Linked DNA regions of Hordeum vulgare: region 1 is linked to region 2. A link is a contact called in public Hi-C data. All regions are on one chromosome and are shown on one strand. Each heading gives the region's core, a stretch centred on a gene start, on an enhancer-like site or on the middle of the called end of the contact. The rest is flanking DNA. Distances are from core to core; before and after follow the strand shown.

Region 1 (3,744 bases), core at 136-2,635, 120 kb after region 2:
TCAGGTTTCGTTTTTTTCAATTCACATCCTCTTTTGTTCAACACATTTAAAATGTGTTTTAATAGACATTCAACTTTTTTTCGTATATATCAGAAACATTTTTATGTACACGTTTAACATGTTTTTAATACATGATTATCCATGTTTGAAAAATATACTTTTTACTTATATTATTTCACATATTATAATATTTTTTATATATCTAATAGTATTTTATAATACAAATTATATATTTATAAAATACATGTTTAAAAAAATTAATACATGGTCAACAAATTATTTTTGTACATATTTTTTTGCACATTTTTGTTACCATTTTCAAATAAATTTAGGAATTTTATTAGGTGGTCAACATTATTTTTATAAATATTTAACATTTTGCAAATTCTAGATTCACAATTTCCAAATACAAGGTTACATTTTTTATATTATAAGATCAACATTTTTAATACTTGGTAAAAAATATATAATTTTTTAACATTTTTAAATGCTTGATTTACATATTTTTAAATACTTATTTAAAAAATTCCAAATGATTTTATTAATATTTTTATAATACATTATCAAGTTTTTCACACACATTGTATATTTTTCTATACGCAGTTAACATTTTTCAACTCGTTATGTAAAGTTTTTTTGTAATATATTTATTTTGAATATTTGATGTATAAACAAATTTAAAAAAGAAGCATAAAGCAGAAACAAATAACATAAAGATAAAATAAAAATAATGAGGTTCTGGCCTCCCACGCACCTGGACTTGCCCATCTTGCGCTCCCCTTGACGCGAGGCCTCTCTACATCTCGCTATAAGCAAGACATGGGGGAAAACCCAAATTATCGACGAACTCACTGGTTAATGGATACCACATGCAGTGTGTCACTTGCCGCAACATGGAAGTTTTTCTTTCGTCTAAATTCGTTTGTTCAAAACATTTTATCTCTTGAACCATGTGTTCAAATTCCGAACCATTTTCATCTTGTATTTCTCACTTGATCATTAAAACCAAATCTCATGCTAAAAGGTTTAAAGAAACACAGAAGAAAAATCCCCTAGCCGGGAGCACGTTTCTTTTCTGCTTTATTTTCCTTTTCGAGAGACAAGGATATGCGCCTTCAGGAGATGCAAAATATGTGCTTGTGGTGGAAGCACACAGAAAACATGCAAAACGGGGCGCGATTTATTTTCCTTTTCGAAGAAGCACATTTTTTTTTTTGAGGAAACGAAGGAGCACAAATATGGGCTCTCGCAGCAGGACGGGCCGTGGGCTTACTTGCATGCGGGTGGTGCGCACGTGCGACGACGACGACGACCCGTGCGAAGCCGACCCAACCCACTCCAGTCGCGTCGCATTCCACCCCCGAGAGAGGAGGTCACGTGAAAAGAAGGGAACGGCTTGGACTGGAAGCGACCCGCGTCCACCACCGCCGCTTTCCCCGTCTCCTCCCCTCACCCTCACCCTCACCGCGCGGCGAGGCCGAGCGACCCACCCAGCGGCGAGCCCGGCATGCATCACGACCCCAACCCCTTCGACGAGGGCACCGCCGGCGACGAAAACCCCTTCTCCGTGAGCCAACCTCCCCCTCCCCCTTCCCTCTATCCGCTCACCTATCGCCCCTTCGTTCCGCGGAAAAACCCTCGCCGCCTGCGACGGGGGTAGTGGCTCGGCAGATCTGAACTCCCGCGTGATGTTTCTGTGGCTTTGCAGAATGGAGGAGGCCGGGGCGGGAAGCAGCAGTACGGCTTCAGGCCCACCGAGCCCGTCGGCTTCGGCGGCGGCGGCGGCGGCGGCAGCAGGGGCGACGCCACCGTCGATGTGCCCCTCGACAACATGGGCGTAAGGCGCCTCACGCGCTGGTCATCCTTTTTGTTTTTTTCGTTCGCGCGTCGTTCGGCTTGCACGAATCTGATGCTTCTGGTGCGCCGCGCAGGACTCGAATGGCAACGCGAGGGAGCTCTCGTCGTGGGAATCAGATCTGAGGCGGCGTGAGGCGGTGGGGTTTGCTCTCCTCTTTGCCCTTAAACTTCACTGTGGTTGGTTAGGTTGTGTTTTGTCTCACGGTGTTTGTTCTGTTACTTCAGGATATCAAAAGGAGGGAGGAATCGCTCAAGAATGGTGAGCCACTGTTTCGTTTCTGGTGTCAATTGTGTTTCAGTTATGAGTTGTGTTAGCAGCAGTGTGCTTAGGTCCTGCTTGGAATGGGTGTAAGTTTTTACGCCCGTATTTATTATACACGTGTAACTTACCGACCGCCTATTGTTTCCTACGTAAAATAAAAACGACGGGAGAACCACAAACGAATTTAAACGCTGATCCAAACGCAACCTTATTTTATTTGTGCTTTCCTTTTCTTTCTTTGATGCAGCTGGAGTGCCCATGGAGGAGAAGAATTGGCCGCCATTTTTCCCGATTATCCACCATGACATCGCCAATGAGATACCGGCCAACGTGCAGAAGCTACAGTATCTGGCGTTCGCAAGCTGGCTTGGTACGTACTTGTTGGCTGCTGGTAGCGTATTTTTTTTGTAATCATTCTAGTTCGTCAGTACAATTATGCAATTTGGTTCTAATAGTAGTCTGTCCTGCAACAGTTTGGTTCTCTGTAATAACTAGCAAAGTATGTTGGAGCTGAGTTTTTTCTTTTGCTGTTGGTTATTTCCCTAGTTGCCTAGGATAAACTTTTAAGTTGTCTTGGATACACTTCTGGCCTGGGCTGTTTTGCCTCATTTCTAATAAAAGTGGGGCAGGGGGGAAACCCCTTTCTATTAAAAAAAAAAAACAATTATGCAATTGTGTTATTATAGGCTGTAGATATGGTTCATTTCAGAGTCACATGGTCATGATAGTTTCCGTTTTGTGTTATTTTGACTTACAGGAATTGTGCTCTGCCTCTCCTGGAACTTTATTGCTGTCATAGTCTGCTGGATCAAGGAGGGAGGTGGGTTTTCATCACCGCCTATGAATGCCTGGGTTTTCTTGTACATTGGTGGATGCTGAATGCTTGGATTGCTTATGTTTGCAGATTCAAAGCTGTTCTTCCTTGCTACAATCTATGCTTTGCTTGGAATTCCCCTTTCTTACTTGATGTGGTATCGACCCCTCTACCGTGCAATGAGGTATGCTATCATGGTACTGTTTTAGCACTTTCACCTATCAATGGAAAAAGGACATCATGAGTGAATTTATTATTTATTTTAGGGCTTTCCACCTATGCACATCACAGTGACCGTATTTATTTTCCCTAAATGTTCTGTGCCGACCTGCAATATTTACTAGCATCGTTTCCATCCACCGAAAATATTAAAGGTCAGTTTATGCGAGTTTAGAACTTCTGCCTGATTTCCTTGAAAAATTACTTATCCACACAATTCATGATGCAAGCGATAGCTACAACAGTTACAAAAATATTTTGGTGGACCTACACCAGCTACACATAATTGTTTCCATTTCATGTATCAGTGACCAATTGCTGGGTATAGTCGTCCTGAGATGATAGTTTGACACATTTTAGAAGTGACTGCATGTTCAGTCCAATTGTTTAACAATTTAAGAGAAAAACTGAACTGTGCATTATGATGTGTGGAAACATCTGATATGTTCATTTACTTCTTTAAACAGGACTAACAGTGCATTCAGTTTTGGGTGGTTTTTCCTGTGTTATCTGGTAAGATCTGCCTGCAAAGCTTATTTAACTTTCTCTTGACATTTCAACTGTTGTAATAATTATCTTATCACACGGTCAC
Region 2 (3,933 bases), core at 491-2,990:
TCTCGCTCGCCTTGCTTCGTTTCTCTCTCTGGCCCTCGTCACCCCTCATCAGTCGTCACAGCTAGCTAGCTCGATCAGTTGGCACTGCCATGCACACATGCGCGCTGTCGCACGCAGAGGCATGGGCCATGAGGGGAATGAGAAGCATCCTGCCATGTGACGCTCTACCATATTCTAGTGCAAGGAGGAGCGTGCAACATGTACAAGGGGAGTAGGGGACCCGGCCCCCTCTAGCTAGCTATAGCTCTTACCGGTCTCCAGGGCTCAAGCCTAGCTATCTAGCTACTTAGAGCATCCACAGTTGGAATTTGCAAATCCGTTCACTCAAAAGCCCACGGACGATCGTTAGTGATCGGGCGTGTCCATTTTAAACCTCTACTTTTTCGTCCGTATAGCCTCACCTGTCATATTTTTTCTCATATATCCAGTCACTTGCATGTGATTGGTGAAAAAAAAGAGAGAAAAAGAAAAAAATTAAATAAAGGGAGAAAATGTGTTCTAGGGTGGGGTCGGGTCCTACTTGGCGGATTAACCAGGAGTGTCCGAGCTCGTCCGCGAACCCTCATATCGTCTTCATATTTGAGATGGATATGAGGGGTGCCGATCAGTCCGGTCGTTTGAGATGGGTATGAGGGGTTCGTCTGAATTTTTTTGTGACCGGCCATTGATCGGGCGGGCTGGTCGGACGTTTGAGACGGATTTAAGGGGTCCGGCTGGATCAATTTGTTGTAACCGGTTAGTGACCGGACGGGCTTTTCGGACGTTTGAAACGGGTTTGATGGGTCCATCTATAGATGCTCTTAGCTAGTACTATCCACGACTCTCATGGTGGCTTTGCTTAGCTACCATGCAACCAAGACTGGAGAGCCCTTGCTGACCTGATCGAACGTGTGAAAGTGCATAGATTTGACTTTTATTTGAAAAAAACTTTAGCACAAAAAAGCCGTGTCCATCCCCCTCCCCTTCCACACACACACACACACACACACACACACACACACACACACACAAAATAGCCCATTTGCATGAAGCCCGGAGCTAGAGCATCATGGTAGATAGAACGACGTCCCCGGTAGAGGTAGCTGAGCTATCTAGCTCGATGCCATCTAGTATAGCATGGCACACCAGGCCGGGCTGTCATGCAAAGTTGGTTGTTTTGTGGGTGGAAATTGGACTTGATTCGTTTTATGCTAAAGTTTTTTTTTTTTGAAAGAGTAGTAAGAAGTATATGCATGGGTACTTAGGCAGCTCAAAATAGAAACCATACGTCATAAAAAAGCCCTCCCCCGCAAAAGAAAAAAAAAATGCCCTAACTGGACCCTACCTATATATAGTGTCAAAAAAAATCTCGAACTGGACCCAATATAGGACAGGTCATGGTAACCAGAAATTGCCTTTGCCGACATCTACTCTCTGTAGTACTTTCGCTGTGTACATATGCAAGCTCTAACAGCTGCCGGAGCGCGGCATATATGCACCGGCGCCCCGGTGCATGCATGCACGGCTAGCTGCGCCCACTTTAATGCCGCACGTTTACGTACGGGGACCCGTGCTCTGCGTGTGTGTGTGCAGCGCGTATCGTGTCGGCGATTCAGCTTGCGTCGCAGTTGCGCTTGCAGTCGCAATCGCAGCGCTTTCCGTGCCGGCCGGGCAGCCGGGGCGGCCTAGATGCACGCACGCACGCACGCACCTATCGAGAATTACGGGCGAGGGCGAGGGCGAGGGCGAGGGCGAGTGATTGCTCGTCGCTGAGTTTGAGAAAAGTTCGTTGGTGGCGTTCACACTGCATACGTACATATGCATGCCCCGGACCACGCGCATTGCGACACCGGAGCCGCTAGCTTGGGCCCGATTCCTTTTGTTTCGCTAGCACATATCCATGCTTTGCGACGGAAAAAATAATACTCCTTCATTTTTATACTACTATAGAAGACCACAAATCAATTTACTAATAGTATCAAGGTAAAATTTAATGCATGTTTTACAATCTACTACCTCCGTCACAGTTTAGAAGGTACATTTAAATTTGCGTGCATTTTCACAATAGACAAGGTTTAAGACGCATTGCATTTTCTCCTAGTTTCTAATTACTACTCCCTCCGTTTCAAAATATAAGACCTTTTAGAGATTACATTAGGAGACTATATACGGAGCAAAATGAGTGAATCTACATTCTAAAATATGTCTATGTACATCCGTATGTAGTTCATAGTGCAATATTTAAAATGTCTTATATTTAGGAACGGAGGGAGTACTTTTATATGCATGCGTAGTGTGAATGTTATTTTTTTAACTCATTTCACAGCCAATAAATAATCACCTAGGTTCTAGAGAATTTCCATGCACGTCTTCTAAACCGTGACGGAGGGAGTAGCTTTTCTTTTCGTTTACCGAAATTGTTAATACACCACATACATGGAAGATAACTGAATTTAGAAAGTAGCCAAGTGTCATTATGAGTGCATGCATGCAAGTATTACACAAGTTGACAGTAAGAGAAAACATCATTACTTTTTGCCTCGATTATTGTTGGTGGCCTTCTATAAATGCAAAATGTATATTTCATAATGACCTTGTATAGCAAGTAAATGGAGGGAGTATCAATCTAGCCTTATAAACATGACCCAAATACTCCACCTCGACGTCATGCAAGTTAGCCAAAGGAAAAAAAGCTACAGAAGCATAATTGGCGGGTTATTAAAGAAGTGGCGGCTTATCCAAAAACTAACCAGCGTGACCGGACTACAAGGTTTCTGACGGATTATGGTTGAATCAAGATGATGTGATAAGTTACAGATCAGTCATTTTTCATTGAGTCGTTGTTAAAGTGAAGCCGACTTACAGATTTGGCGGGTTATGGTCGAAACATTGACCCGACGATATGAAGGCGACTCAGAGCAGTCGAAATTATCTGGCTTTCTACTAAGTCCAAGACAAACAAGTTTCTATCGAAGCATCTAAGATCACGGATCGATGAAAGGTTCAAAAAAGGGAAATATTTACTAACCCTAAACAGCAAGGTATGAAGGAGGGGTGATCTTACTGTAAAATATATAAGGAAATCTACAAAGCATTATGCGCGAAATAGGGCAACTAAACCTACCGCCATAATACTACGATCTAATCTCATCGGAACAGGTTAAGATGGACGATAATCGAAAGAACATATGATGAACACCGACGAACTCCTATGAACAGCTCCAACCTAATGCAGATCTAAGGATGAAGAAAAACTTACCTGGAGGATTGCTGACGGCGGCAGAGATGACTAGCTGCGTCGTGTTGAAGTCGGGAAGCGTCGCTCTCCTGAGAGAGCTATGTACTGATGGAGGAGAACATCGGTGACAGCGACGGCGTGATGAGCAAAGGCGTGCGCGAGCAAGAAGACGAGGGGAAAAGGTAAAAATGGAGGAACACCTCGCAAGTATTTAAAGGTCAAAAGGCGAAGTGTGACCGGCAGGTGCGGGAATCAAGGAGGTACAGTAAATTTCAGAGCTAAGGGCGCCTTGATTCTCGGGCCAAACGGATAGACATACAGACCATTATGTTGACATAACTGAATACCTATAATTTTGGGGCAGGTGGCGTCACTGATGAGCGGGAAAACAAACAGAAGAGGAGCCGCCAATGTCAGAGATGAAGGATATTGATATGAATAAATTCAAATAAATCTGGGGCCTATGTTGGGGATATAACCTTGCTGTATAACCCACTGCTACTTATTGAGCTTGCGTTGGTTTTCCCTTGAAGAGGAAAGTGTGATACAGAAAAGTAGATAAGTATTTTCCTCTGTTTGTCGAGAACCAAGGTATCAATCCAGTAGGAGGAACAAGCAAGGCCCCAATCTTACCACCTACACAAACAATTAAACACTTGCACCTAACGCTAAAAAGGGGTTGTCAATCCCTTCACGGTTATTGGCAAAGATGAGAT

Evidence for each region. A called contact is a pair of places that touch in the nucleus more often than the background predicts.
Region 1: a contact with region 2 is called in a Hi-C map of leaf, with 4 times the contacts expected there. The contact joins the promoter of LOC123427770 here to the enhancer-like site in region 2. A contact is called at or near these places in 2 of 6 Hi-C or Micro-C datasets (leaf and seedling).

What each region holds. Positions count from the first base shown.
Region 1 is chr2H:609,857,124-609,860,867 of MorexV3_pseudomolecules_assembly, forward strand. LOC123427770 (secretory carrier-associated membrane protein 6) reads left to right here and starts at 1,386. Exons shown (of 12, transcript XM_045111885.1): 1 at 1,386-1,567; 2 at 1,709-1,837; 3 at 1,932-1,994; 4 at 2,083-2,116; 5 at 2,367-2,489; 6 at 2,877-2,939; 7 at 3,024-3,117; 8 at 3,620-3,665. The coding sequence starts at 1,508.
Region 2 is chr2H:609,732,666-609,736,598 of MorexV3_pseudomolecules_assembly, forward strand. No RefSeq gene overlaps it. Among protein-coding and RNA genes, the nearest start is that of LOC123427769, 100 kb to the left of the region's middle. Within about 2 kb of position 1,741, at least 2 of the 3 cell types and tissues checked have open chromatin away from gene starts, as enhancers often do. A contact at or near this core is called in leaf, where this site is marked.